Linked DNA regions of Mus musculus: regions 1 and 3 are each linked to region 2. The links are chromatin contacts, called in public HiChIP or PLAC-seq maps. All regions are on one chromosome and are shown on one strand. Each heading gives the region's core, a stretch centred on a gene start, on an enhancer-like site or on the middle of the called end of the contact. The rest is flanking DNA. Distances are from core to core; before and after follow the strand shown. Region 1 overlaps Plcl2 (phospholipase C-like 2). Region 2 has its middle 39 kb from the start of Plcl2. Region 3 overlaps Plcl2 (phospholipase C-like 2).

What was found. HiChIP or PLAC-seq counts read pairs in DNA pulled down with a chosen protein or histone mark.
Region 1: a contact with region 2 is called in an H3K27ac HiChIP or PLAC-seq map of microglia, with 5 times the contacts expected there. The contact joins two enhancer-like sites. A contact is called at or near these places in 5 of 115 datasets of contacts at active chromatin or transcription factors (CD8 T cells, bone marrow-derived macrophages, memory CD8 T cells and 2 more).
Region 3: an H3K4me3 HiChIP or PLAC-seq map of intestinal villus epithelium shows a contact between it and region 2, with 7 read pairs. The contact joins two enhancer-like sites. A contact is called at or near these places in 4 of 484 Hi-C or Micro-C datasets (CD4 T cells, CD8 T cells, liver and 1 more) and 10 of 115 datasets of contacts at active chromatin or transcription factors (bone marrow-derived macrophages, effector CD8 T cells, embryonic limb bud and 6 more).

What each region holds. Positions count from the first base shown.
Region 1 is chr17:50,676,877-50,680,912 of GRCm38.p6, forward strand. All of the region lies in intron 5 of Plcl2 (phospholipase C-like 2), which reads left to right. Among named protein-coding and RNA genes, the nearest start is that of Gm41598, 110 kb to the right of the region's middle. Within about 2 kb of position 1,620, at least 149 of the 459 cell types and tissues checked have an H3K27ac peak or open chromatin away from gene starts, as enhancers often do. A contact at or near this core is called in CD8 T cells, memory CD8 T cells and microglia, where this site is marked.
Region 2 is chr17:50,468,319-50,472,456 of GRCm38.p6, forward strand. No RefSeq gene overlaps it. Among named protein-coding and RNA genes, the nearest start is that of Plcl2, 39 kb to the right of the region's middle. Within about 2 kb of position 2,338, at least 294 of the 459 cell types and tissues checked have an H3K27ac peak or open chromatin away from gene starts, as enhancers often do. A contact at or near this core is called in CD8 T cells, intestinal villus epithelium, memory CD8 T cells and 1 more, where this site is marked.
Region 3 is chr17:50,633,147-50,636,715 of GRCm38.p6, forward strand. All of the region lies in intron 3 of Plcl2 (phospholipase C-like 2), which reads left to right. Among named protein-coding and RNA genes, the nearest start is that of Plcl2, 130 kb to the left of the region's middle. Within about 2 kb of position 1,260, at least 30 of the 459 cell types and tissues checked have an H3K27ac peak or open chromatin away from gene starts, as enhancers often do. A contact at or near this core is called in intestinal villus epithelium, where this site is marked.

The sequences.
Region 1 (4,036 bases), core at 370-2,869, 210 kb after region 2:
GCCTCCCTAGTGCTGGGATTAAAGGCGTGAGCCACCATGCCCAGCTATAATTTTCTTAAATGGTGGTGTATTTTTTTTTAAAGAGACTTACTTTCTTTCTATTTGTGTGTGTATACATGTGTGTGCATATGTATGCTGGTACCCGTAAACAGAAAAGGGCATTCGATCCTCTGGAGCTGGAGATACAGGCAGTTGTGAGTTGCCCAACGTAGATACTGGAAGTCAAACCTGGGTCCTCTACAAGAGCAGCAACCCCTCTTACATCTAAGTCATCTTTTCAGACCCCCGATGGCAGGTCTTATCATGATGTTATGTTTCTTCTTAGGATTTGTTAAGATTCTTGGAGTGTGTGTGTGTGTGTGTGTGTGTGTGTGTATGCTTATGTGTGTGAGTGTACATTCACCCATGTATGTATGTATGTTTTGATACTGTTTCACAAGACACATATATGTTTAAAATCTTTTTCTCTGTTTTAAATTTCATGATATTTGTAAGCAATATTTCTACATTTAAGCACTGTTGCCTTGCTCTGAAACATAACATTTGCTGTCAGTCATGTCCAGTATGGGATGGGTGCTGGAGACAGAACACATGGCCTTCTGCGTGCTAGACATGCACTGTACTGCGGAGCCACAACACCAGCCCTTCCGTTTCACATCTCCTAGACCCGTATGGCCTCTGCCTTTACTCTATGTCCCACATTCACAATCAGTGCGGAGCTCCGCCGCCACCCTGCTTCAGGCTCCAGCCTTGGTGGCCATCCCGAATTACATGCTACCTCTTGCTCTTGGTTCCTTCTCAGATACTCAGGTGCTGCTTCTCTGTGGTGGTGCGTGCGTGCGTGCGTGCGTGCGTGCGTGCGTGCGTGCGTGCGTACAGTGGTTTTCTAGCTTTGAATTGGACCAGGGTCACTTGTCTCTTCTCTTTCTATCCAATTGTTTTTTTCCTCCGCTCTATAAACAAAAGATACAAGAACCATCATTAACTGTGTCCCTCCCTAGTTCGGTCGAGTATAAGAAAGAGTTTTCTGTATTTTTATCGCTTCTCAGAGTAGCTACTGCTAGCTTTATGAGCCTGTTAACTTCAGTGTAGTGCAGTAGCACATGCCTGCAGTCGCAGCTCTTAGGTGACCTGAGCAGGAGGCCAGCCTGGCGGAGCTGTGCAACAGGACCCTGTTCCTTAGTTGGCCACTTCCTGCGCAGTCTGGCTGCTGCTGTGGTTTTAACTTGGTTGTGTTCTTATTGGTTTCACTCTGTATCAGGAATGTGGGCAGGGACTTCTGTGGCTCATTTCCCACCAGCACTGTGGGGAGGAGTTGATCGATCTTTCTTCTCTCCTCACTGAAGTAATCTCTCCCTGAGAACAGTTACCGTGCATGTTCATTGCTGTGCTTTTGATGGCAGAATCTCAAGGTGGAAAAGTCCTGGTGTAGCTGGTTACCAGGAACAGAAATTCACCAAGACTAGCTGGCAGAGAACCGGCTGAAAGTGTTGGCACTCACAGGAAATCATGAGAGACCACAGGGAACTCGGATCAAAACACTGCATTCCTGCCTCAGAGGGCCAGAAAGCTGTCAGAAGCCCTGGTGACCGAGAGCATCTGTGTCCTCTAGTTCCAGGGTTGTGCTGGCTTAGCTCTGGCATCTCTCCATTCTTCATGGCTAGCTAGCTCCTGTTCACGCAGTTCCTACTGTGTTATAGCTCGGCCTCTCCTTGGTCTTCTGCAACTGCTCTTCATGAGTTCTGTAGTAAGTGTACCCTGTGGTATTTGCTGGCTCAGCCCAGCCTTTTAGTTCTAGACCAGCAGTCCCACAGTGACAGGCCTCCTCATATTAGTTCTTACCCAGCCCTAATCCCTGTAGCCAAAAGATGGATGCCTTCACTGGCAGCTCCAGTTTCATGTTGCTGTGTAACAATCTACCTCAAAATTGGGGGCTTAGCCCCCCCATTATTCTATACATTAGCTGTGCTCAGCTGGGTGGTTTTCCTGATCCATGTGGTGGTGGTCAGGGCCAGGGGAAGGCTTTGCTTCATTGGGAGCTCACATGGCTTAGAAAATGGAGCAGGCTTTACTTGGCTGGCATCTCACCTAAGAGCTTGGGGTGTGTGTGTGTGTGTGTGTGTGTGTGTGTGTGTGTGTGTGTGGCAGGCTAAAGCAAGCTGCTTACAGCCCAAGCCGTCATCAGATGAAATACCCAGCTGGTCCTTCCCCCCGCCCCCCCCCCCATGCCCTGCACTGGCTGCCTTCAGAAAACAAGGATGAGAGGGAAACTCCAAAAGTAATTAGAGACTTATTCTCCCTGGGAACATAAGATTTCTGCCAAAAAAAGTCAATAAACCAGGTTGTGTCTGTACAGACATGATCTAGATCTTCTTCATGTATCCTGGGCACAGTGCTTACCTTAGAAACCTGAGGACTGTCACTCAATTCTTTTCTAAAATTTAATGTGGTGGCCCATGGATGACTCTTCCTCTAGATATTCTCGGCTGTTTTAGTGACTGTACTACAAGTGAGATCATATGTTGCCAGCTTTTCTGAGAAGCTGTACTTGACTGGAAGCTACTTTTCTATTTAAATAGTGTGTGAGTGGCTCAGAAAACCCGACAGTCCCAGTGTTCATCATTAGGCTTTTTTCACCACAGCATATCCCCCAAGACCTTACAGTGCGCAGTGATCTTAGCAAATGTGTGCTCACACAGAAGGTGCGTGGGGGAAGGGTCCTGTGTGTGCTGCTTCTCCTAGTACTGTCGGAGGTACAGAGCTGATCCTGAGCACTCCTCACTCTGCAGACCCTCTCTCTTTCCTCCTGGATCTTGGTCTGGAAGCTCTCCCTGATTTCCTGCTTTCTGGGTCCAAGCTGTGGCTCACTTCCGTGGTCCAACTGCTCCTGAAGCCTCCTCCCAACCTGTCACCAGAATGTCAGTGGATGAGGCTGCCTTCCCTATGACAGATCCATGACAGGGGCATGAGTCAGAGCCAGTTTAGAAAACATTATAGTCTAGATACCATGGTGCCCAGCAATGGCTGGGCTTGGTGGTAATATTTCCTGGGGTCACGGGGACAGCTGGGTAGAAGTCATGATTCCCGAAAGTCTTTGGACTTGCCAAGTTCCTTCCCTGCTCTCCTTTCTAGGCCCAGCTCAAACTCCTCCTCTGCAATGCTGCCTAGGAACCTCCATCTTAGGTGAATGAAACAGGACATTGTTTACTTGGGAGAACAGCATTTCTTCTGGATTTAAATTAAATTGGTTTCTTAATTTGAAATTTTATAGCGCTTTTGTAAGTTGAGGGATAACTACCGATTAGATAGAGACCAGAAGTGGTGGTGGGAGTCTCAAGACTCCAGAACAAAGTTGAACAAAGTCTCCATCATTCTTGTATGATGAAGACCTGCACATACAGTAAGCGATCTCCTTAGATTGAGGGAAGCAGCTGAAGCCAGAACACAGGGTGTTATTTTCATCCCTCCCCAGTGCCTTCCACTGCCTCTTGCAGAGCTGCTATAGATGTAAGCGGGGCAGAGGGAAAGCCCCGCCTTTCACTACCAATGCACGTTCAGCCCTGTGTGCACAGCCGCAAGTGCCTGTGGGGGAAAGCCATGGGACGGAAGACACAGGGCACATTTAGACAGGTCTCAGGACCTGTAGAAAAGCATGTGTCCTGGTGCTCTAGCTGAAGGCTACTTTGATGTTGGGTAATCTTGTTTCAAGTGTGAGGTTTAGTGAGACTTCAGTTGGAAGTAAGCCTGACCAATAGGAGACCTTTCTGATTATAGTGCTCGGCTTTAGCCTTTCCCGAGAAAGGATGGTGAGGGATGCTGTACAGCCCATAGCCAGAGCTCCCATAGCCCTGCCTTCCCATTCACTCACTGCTCATTCAACACACAGGAGATGGAATTCTCCGTTTCAGTATTTACATCATGGGAAGCATGCATAGGCTGAATACATAGAAATGGTCGAAATTCTATTTTATGTGCTTCACGATGCTGCATTCAGTGAGTGGGGTTCAAGCCCTATGGTTACTTGAAGGGAGCATAA
Region 2 (4,138 bases), core at 1,088-3,587:
GAATATTTACTTTGTTCCTGAAGGAGGATCTAGCCAGTAAGTACATGGTAGCCTCCACTACAGAAATTATACTGTATAATATGACCAAGAACGTTGGAAATTGAATGTTTACTCTTTGACGTCACAGAGCTAAGTGACCTTAGGCCCCACAACTATCCAAACAGATGAGTTTGTTTGTTTGCTTGTTTGTTTGAGATAGGGTTTCTCTGTGTAGCCTTGTGTGGTGGTTTGAACATGCTTGGCCTAAGGAGTGACACTATTTGGAGGTGTGGCCTTGTTGGAGGAAGTCTGTCATTGTGGACATGGCCTTTAAGACCCTCGTCCTAGTTGCCTGGAAGTCAGTTTTCTCCTAGTGGTCTTCAGATGAAGATGTAAAACTTTTAGCTCCTCCTGGACCATCTCTACCTGTACACTGCCATGATCCTGCCTGGGTGATAATGGACTGAACCTCTGAACCTGTATGCCAGTCCCAATTTAATGCTTCCCTTATAAGAGTTGCCTTGATCATGGTGTCTTTTTACAACAGTGAAACCCTAAGACACTTTGACTAGCATTCTGTAGACCAGGTTGGCATAGAACTCAGAGATCTACAGGCCTCTGACTCCCAAGTTCTGGGATGAAAGTCATGTGCTGTCTGCAGGCCAAATGAATGTTAATGCTCTTTTCTTTTATCAGTGAGCTAAAAGGTCAGATGTCTAAAGGGGTTCCACAGCTGGATCTAAACCCTAAACAAGCCTTTGTTTCTGTTCTGTTTGCTCTGGTACATACTCAGTATTGTTGGTGGGAATTAAGTTTCATGCAGACATTTTAGCACACATGGAAATGAGAAGAGGTGTTCCTTGTTTTCTTTTCCTCCTCAGGCTAGGCTAGAAGGATGTCTTTTCCGAAGTGATAAACATGCTGTGTCCAGACCCAGAGAAAAGGAACTCTGAACTCATAGAACACATTTCTAAAAGTGTGCCCATGTGACAATCGGGACAGCGGGGAGGTCTTTTCAGCATGCTCAGTTCCTACTGTTGGACTCAAATAGCACTCTGAGGAGAAACCCAGGACAGGCTGCCTTTCCTTTCTTCCTGTGAACCACTATTTCTGCCATGCATGAAGAAGTGATGCCGGGGTTCTGGGTGGTCTTTTATGATCCACATTGACAGTTAGCTCTCATTTTTAAAAGGTCATTCAAAAAAGCAACGATTAAAACTTGACATTTCTTTTTTTTATATACAGTATTTTCATAGATTTTAGGGTTTATTTTGTTAAGTAGAATTCCCATTCTGATCTTCATAAAGCAATCATGGAATCGTGGTATTTTTTAAAATAAGCCTCTCCAGATTCTTTTTACTTTTTAGCATAATGCTCCAGAAAAGAGAAAGTCTTTACCAAAAAAAAAAAAAAAAAAAAAATGTTGTGTTTGCTATCCTATAGTCTACAGTTGTAGCTCAGTTATCAAAATGAATGCTCTTTCAGAGTGGTTGTACTTATTTATTTATTTATTTATTTACTTACTTACTTACTTAGTCTGCTTCAACGTCAACATGAAAATTAAAATTCAGGGTCAGTTATTGCTGGGGAGTGTTCTCCACGATGTAATTTGGTTGCTAGGCAACCTGTGGGCGGATATTAGCGAGAGGAAGAGAGCGCTCCTCAGCCTGCCTTCAATAGCAGTATTGCCTTTCATTTCAAACGTGCTAAATAATAGGGCCCTGCAATTTGCCTCCCTTGCCCCGTGCTGCTTACTTTTCCTCTTGAATGGAAAATTAATCTGGTTTAGTGCGGGTAACATTTGCAACTGTACTTCCTCTCCCAGGCACCGAAGGGGATGGGGGTGGTTCATTCATTTTAGTTGTGGGAAAGGCAAACTGCTGCATTTTCGTGGTTTTTTTTTTTTTTCCTCTTTACTTCTCCATTTTTTCCATTGTGGTTGTTGAGAAAACTGATCATGCACAACCTTTTATATAGGATGAAGAAAGAGGAGATGGGAAGCCAGGACCTTATTTATAGGATGCAGCTTAGAGTCTGGTGAGGTCATGAAGTTCCCTCAAGTCTGAAAAGACTCAAGTCTGAAAAGATAGGACGGAATGGTTAGTAAGCCGTGCTTAGGGAACTGGCATGAAGATCAAAGCCACACTTTTACCTCAGCTGCGGCTCCAGCATCCTCTGCTGCACCTCTTCTCAACCTAACACCTCGCACAGAGTTGGTCTTCAACAACCGACCACACAGAAGCCAACATTCTGAGGTGCCGGGCCTGGAAACAGAAAGTTCTCTCAGAACAGCTGCTTGCTGTAATAGTGTGTTCAGAGCCTCACGTCATTTCCTGTCTCAGCAGCTGAAAAAAAAAAAAATCGTAAAAACCAAGGTTGGCAAGCTGTTCTGGCTGCACGCGAACCAGAGTCTGGTTCACCACCGAAGCCCTCCTGTGCTCTTTCTGCACTGAGGAAACCGGCTTTGATCTGCTCTGAGGTCACAACCGCTAGCGAGCTATGTCAGCGCTTCACTTCATTTAGAAGAGATTTAACAGGAGGCCCATGGCTTTGCAAATCTGTTCACCGTGGTCTTGGTCTAAGCATATGAAGATAGTAACTTGAGATTCTTGTTGAGAAATCCCTCTTCTGGCCTACTTTTTTTTTTCTCTCTCTAGGCAGTCTAAATGCTTTCCCTTTAGGGCTGGCATGGATCCAGCCTATTGACTGGCCTCCTGCTGCTGGTAAACTTCCGGCTCTTCCAGTCTTTTCCCTGTGTTCTTCCATACCACATTGCTCGCATAATCTTCTCCAAATTGTCAAGGTTTTCAAAACCTTTTTAAAACCAGATCATTTCCACTTAGTCTTGTTTCCTAGAATCCTCCAGGAGAAGGAGGAGGAGGAGGAGGAGGAGGAGGAGGAGGAGGAGGAGGAGGAGGAGGAGGAGGAGGAGGAGGAGGAGGAGGAGGAGGAGGAGGAGGAAGAGTTATAGTTAGGTTGGACATACCAGGGAAAGAGGACTGGCATGCAGGAGGGACTTAGAGATCTCAGAGCACAAAAGGCACCTTTAGATAACTAAGAGGTGACAGGCAGCTGAGTACAGGAACCGGAAGTAGGTTCAGGAAGAGGTCCAGAGCCGGAAGGCCAGGGGTGCATGCGGAAGTGCAGGCTCTGAGCTGGCCAAGACATAAGACAGGAACCAGGCTTTCTCTTGTCACTCTCCTTTGTGTGACCCTCCCCACTCTTTTCCTTTTAAGTGTCTCAGATGTTCTTTTTCCTTCCCTGAAGCTACCAGTCTCCTATTTTTCAAGTGTTTTGTAAATACCAGGTCTTGACCTATGAACAGGTGGTGGGATCAATGTTGTGAATACTTACCAGCATTTCCAAAGCATCGAACAACAGTGGAATAACACAGGGCTGAAAACATAACTAAGATGCATTGCACTTGCCTAGTATGTTGATCCCCAACACCAAAAAAACAAAACAGTGTCAAACACAGAAGGGACAGAATGATTTAAAACAGAATATGCAGAATCATATACGACAAAATAGAAAAAACTTGAGTTCGAGTTTGGAAAAGCCATTAGGGTAAGCTTTGATCTCACTTATATGAGTGCATACAGGTGTGTGTGTGTGTGTGTGTGTGTGTGTGTGTGTGTGTGTGTTTGAAATGTGGATTGCTGTGGGAAGCAGGCAGAGGACCAGAAGGGAGTCTCAGCAGTCAGGAGCACTAGCTGCTCTTGCAGAAGAGCTGGGTTCCGTGTTGAGCACCCACATGGCAGCTTGAAACTACCTGTGACTTCAGTTCCAGGGGATCTGACACCCATTTCTGCTCTCCAGGAACATTAAGCACACAGGTGGCACAAATACAGATGTGTAGGCAAAACACCCAGGCACACAGAAAAGAACAAAGTACATGCATTTTTAAATGTATGATTTTTGAAAATCATAAAATCACATATTTAGAAGTGGAAAAACCTACACACTAATATGATTGGGTAATGGTTTTCTCAGAAGAACTTTTAAGAGGACCATGTTGATAAAGTTTTAATACGTCTGTATCTTTATATCTAACCCAAACAAAACTATTCTTGAATTTAAAATTCTTTTTTTTTTCTTGGAATTTTCCCTTTGCAAGTTAGCATCCTCCGTGGGGGAAATATGGTTTGTTTCTATCCTC
Region 3 (3,569 bases), core at 10-2,509, 160 kb after region 2:
CAACCTGGTGTTTACCGTTGGTTCCAAAATAGCAAGGGCTACATAGAGTCCTGTCTCCAGGGAATTAAAAAAAAAAACGAAAAAGAGGCTATGTCATATGTATGTGTGTTGTGTGGTTGTGCAAGTTTATCTTTAAATTGTGTGTGTGTGTGTATGTGTGTGTGTGTGTGTGTGTGTGTGTGTGTGTGTGTGTGTGCATTGAATTGTGAATGAGTTATAGGTGCCAGAGAATCCAGAATTATTGGATCCTCCTGGAGCTGGGTACAGACAGTTTTAAGCCTATATTAGAGTTGAGCATACTTGTTATTTCCGAGACTTTCCTAATGCATTAGTGTTAAAAATTTAGGAGCTACTAGTAAACAAGTCACTAATAAAAAAAAAATCCATTAGCAGTGACTGTATAAAAGTATTTTATACTAAATAAATAATGTCCATGCCTATATGGCTGGTTATTCCACCTGGCAGTGGATGTCTGAGTGCTATGCCAAGCCTTATACCTCTGTGATGAACAGAGAGAGATTGATGAAACTAATTTACTTGCAGTTTTGTAAATAGTGCTTATAAAATCAACCCTTTTCTCTGGCCTAGCATTCTATTGACATATCAGTGTACATTCACAGTGAAGGCAGAACAACTTAAGGGAACTTACTCACTTGGCTCTGCTCTTGAGACTATCTCATACACATCTGCTTTGGTCTGTACTCTGATGTGAGAGTGCACTAGTGCTTTTCACCAAAAAAAAATTATTTCTTTTATAGTAATAAATTAAGTAATTTGCTTATTTCTATAATATTTTAAATGTGCATTTTCTTGGTGTTACATTAAAACATCATTTGAAGAGATGGTTCTGGTCTTGAAGCTCATCAGCAGTAATATACTGACTGCTAGCATGACAAGTTCTGTGATCTCCAGCATGGAAAAATAAACTTTATAATTTAAGGATAAAGCCAACAATGTTGAGCCAGTTTAGTAATGGGCATGATGCTTTCTTTCTGCATTCCTCTGAGGGGTGGAACGGTTCCCTCTGAATTTGAGTGTCATTGAACGGAGTGCCTTTCTATTTTTACATGTGTGGGGCCCTACTCAGAAGAGAGTGGTATTGCAGATCATTCGGGGCCTTTGAAGGCAAATAGAATTTCAGGCCCATCACCCACAGTAGCAGAGGACCCCGAGAAAGTGGCTGAGCTCTCAGGTGGCTCTTTGGTGTTTACATCTGTGAGTCTGAGAGCCTAGCTTCCCCACATGGATCATGTGAGCAGTCCTGTGAGATACAGCACTTGAACTTTGGAGGAGGCCTGAATGACTATGCCTTGACTCATCCAGCCAGCATTCATACTATATAATTGCAGCTAGCTACAAAGTAGTAGACCCAGGTAGGAACTGCCTTTTACCAGATCGCTCTCCTTCTGCACCTGCAGAATCCTCAGAACCACGTTTTTCATTCAGTCATAATAGCCAGTGGAATGAAAGGAAGACAGCAGCCAAGCAGTCCCTTAGGAAGGTCCACACTTAGCCCTGTCCCTCTGGCCTAACACAGTGTTACCTGATACAGCCACAGGGGCCTTCAGCCCAGAGGGCTTCACTGCAGGTTAGTGCATTCTATGCTCTGGACAAGGACCAGGGACTAATAGTTACCAAATATTAATTTGATCGTAAATACCTCCAAACTATAAAAAGATACAGTCCCATAAATCACTGGTTCCACCTTTCAGAGGAAATAGTGCAGACATTTACAGCAGCTGTGGCAGAGTAAATGTGTTGGGTAAGGACTGTTTTCTTCCTGCTGGCTTTGCGTATTGTTTATTCTGTGCATTGTTCTCTCTGGATGCCTCCCTCTGCAATTCCCCCTTAACATGTTCGGTGAATACCTGCTGCTGCTGCTGCTGCTGACTTACAGGCCAAATGCTGCTCTCCACCCTGAATATTAGCCATCTTTCTTTGTATACACTGCTTAGGAGAAATGGGAGGACATGGTCACTACCATTATCAGCAAGGAACCTATAGAATAACCTGAGCCATACACAGATCCCTATCTACACATTAACACACCCTACCTACCGAAGGGCCCAGCCTACGAAGGGCTGAATCACACCTGTAGCTCTATGCCTCCAATATCAGTGCAATGTAGGTGTTCATTTACATGTCTTCTTTCCCTGCCTCGGTTTCAGTGTCAGCAACAACTATTAATTCTGCCTGAGCACTTAGCTTAGATCCTAGTGCACAGAAGATCTCAGCCTGCACACACAAAGATAGAACATGCAAAAGCATGCACATGCGCAGACACACACACACACACACACACACACACACACTGAGTTCCAGAGCACAGGAGACAGAAGAGCTTTCCAGTCCATACCTCTGAGATTCCTCTCAAGCTTCTTTCAAGCTTTCCATGCATTTTACAACTAAAAGGAGGAGACTGGTTTAACCTCTGGTGGTTCTTTTCCCTAGAAGGTGCTTCTGTAGTACCAGTGTGGTGTGCTGGTTCTCTGAGCTGCATCACAGCAGACTTTCCAGGTAACACTAGAGTCAGTAGTGCACTGGCAGCATTCCCAGTGAACCCTCAAAGAGAAGCCATGCTCATTCAGCAAATTTTGAGCTAGTAGGACATGCTCTGCCCGGCCTCCTGGGTTCATGGAGACTCAGCCATGGCATCCACTTTTTTAGCCCTCGAATTATGAGGTGTGATGTCTTTAATAAGCCCCTTTTATAATAAGGGAGATTTAATATCATCGTCATAAAAGGATATACAGGGCCAGAACTCACAAATGCAAACACCTTTTCTGCCTCAAGAGTTTACATATGTGTTGTGGGCCTATGGTGATGCTGTGGTTTTCTTCTCCATCCCTCCTGCTCTTGTGCCTTGAAACTGGGTTCATTTCATTGCTTGTATTTGCCTTGTTCCTGTTTTATTTTGGACCCCCATTGACCAGTTCCTTGATAATGAGCTGTGGCAACCTCCACCCTTGCTACGAAACCTGCTTGCTTCTCCATAACTCATTGAGCGAACATCAAAGCTGAGCAAAGGTCACTGATGACGGTTTGGACCTTTTCAGTATGCAGATTTGTAACGGCACAAATCACTTCATATCAGCACAATAGGGTTCTTAACTATTTGTTTTATCACTGCCTGCTCAATATGTTAAGCTGTAAAATAGAAAATTTTAATTTACATGAATTACTCAGAGCTTGAGGAACGAATGTTAAGATGTTAAATTCCAAAGTGCAAGCTCGTCTGTTGGGCTGTGGCTCTGGGCCCTGAGTGAGCAGTAAAGTGTGTCTTGGAGCACAGGAAATGGATCAGTGCTATCTGACGGGCTTTAAGACTTTGGTGCTCTTAATAGACATGTTGGATATATTTTAAATAAATATAACAAGAATATGGTTTTCAACCTACATATATTTAATTACTATAGAATAACGATGCTGGCAGTTATTAATAAGTAATACAAATCAAGTTAAAGTTTAAAGGAACTGATGTGTTCGTCTTAGTCAAGTTAGTTTTCTCTGCCAGGTAAATTCATCTGGAATAACAAAAAACCTAGGATAGCAAAAACTCTTCTCAAGGA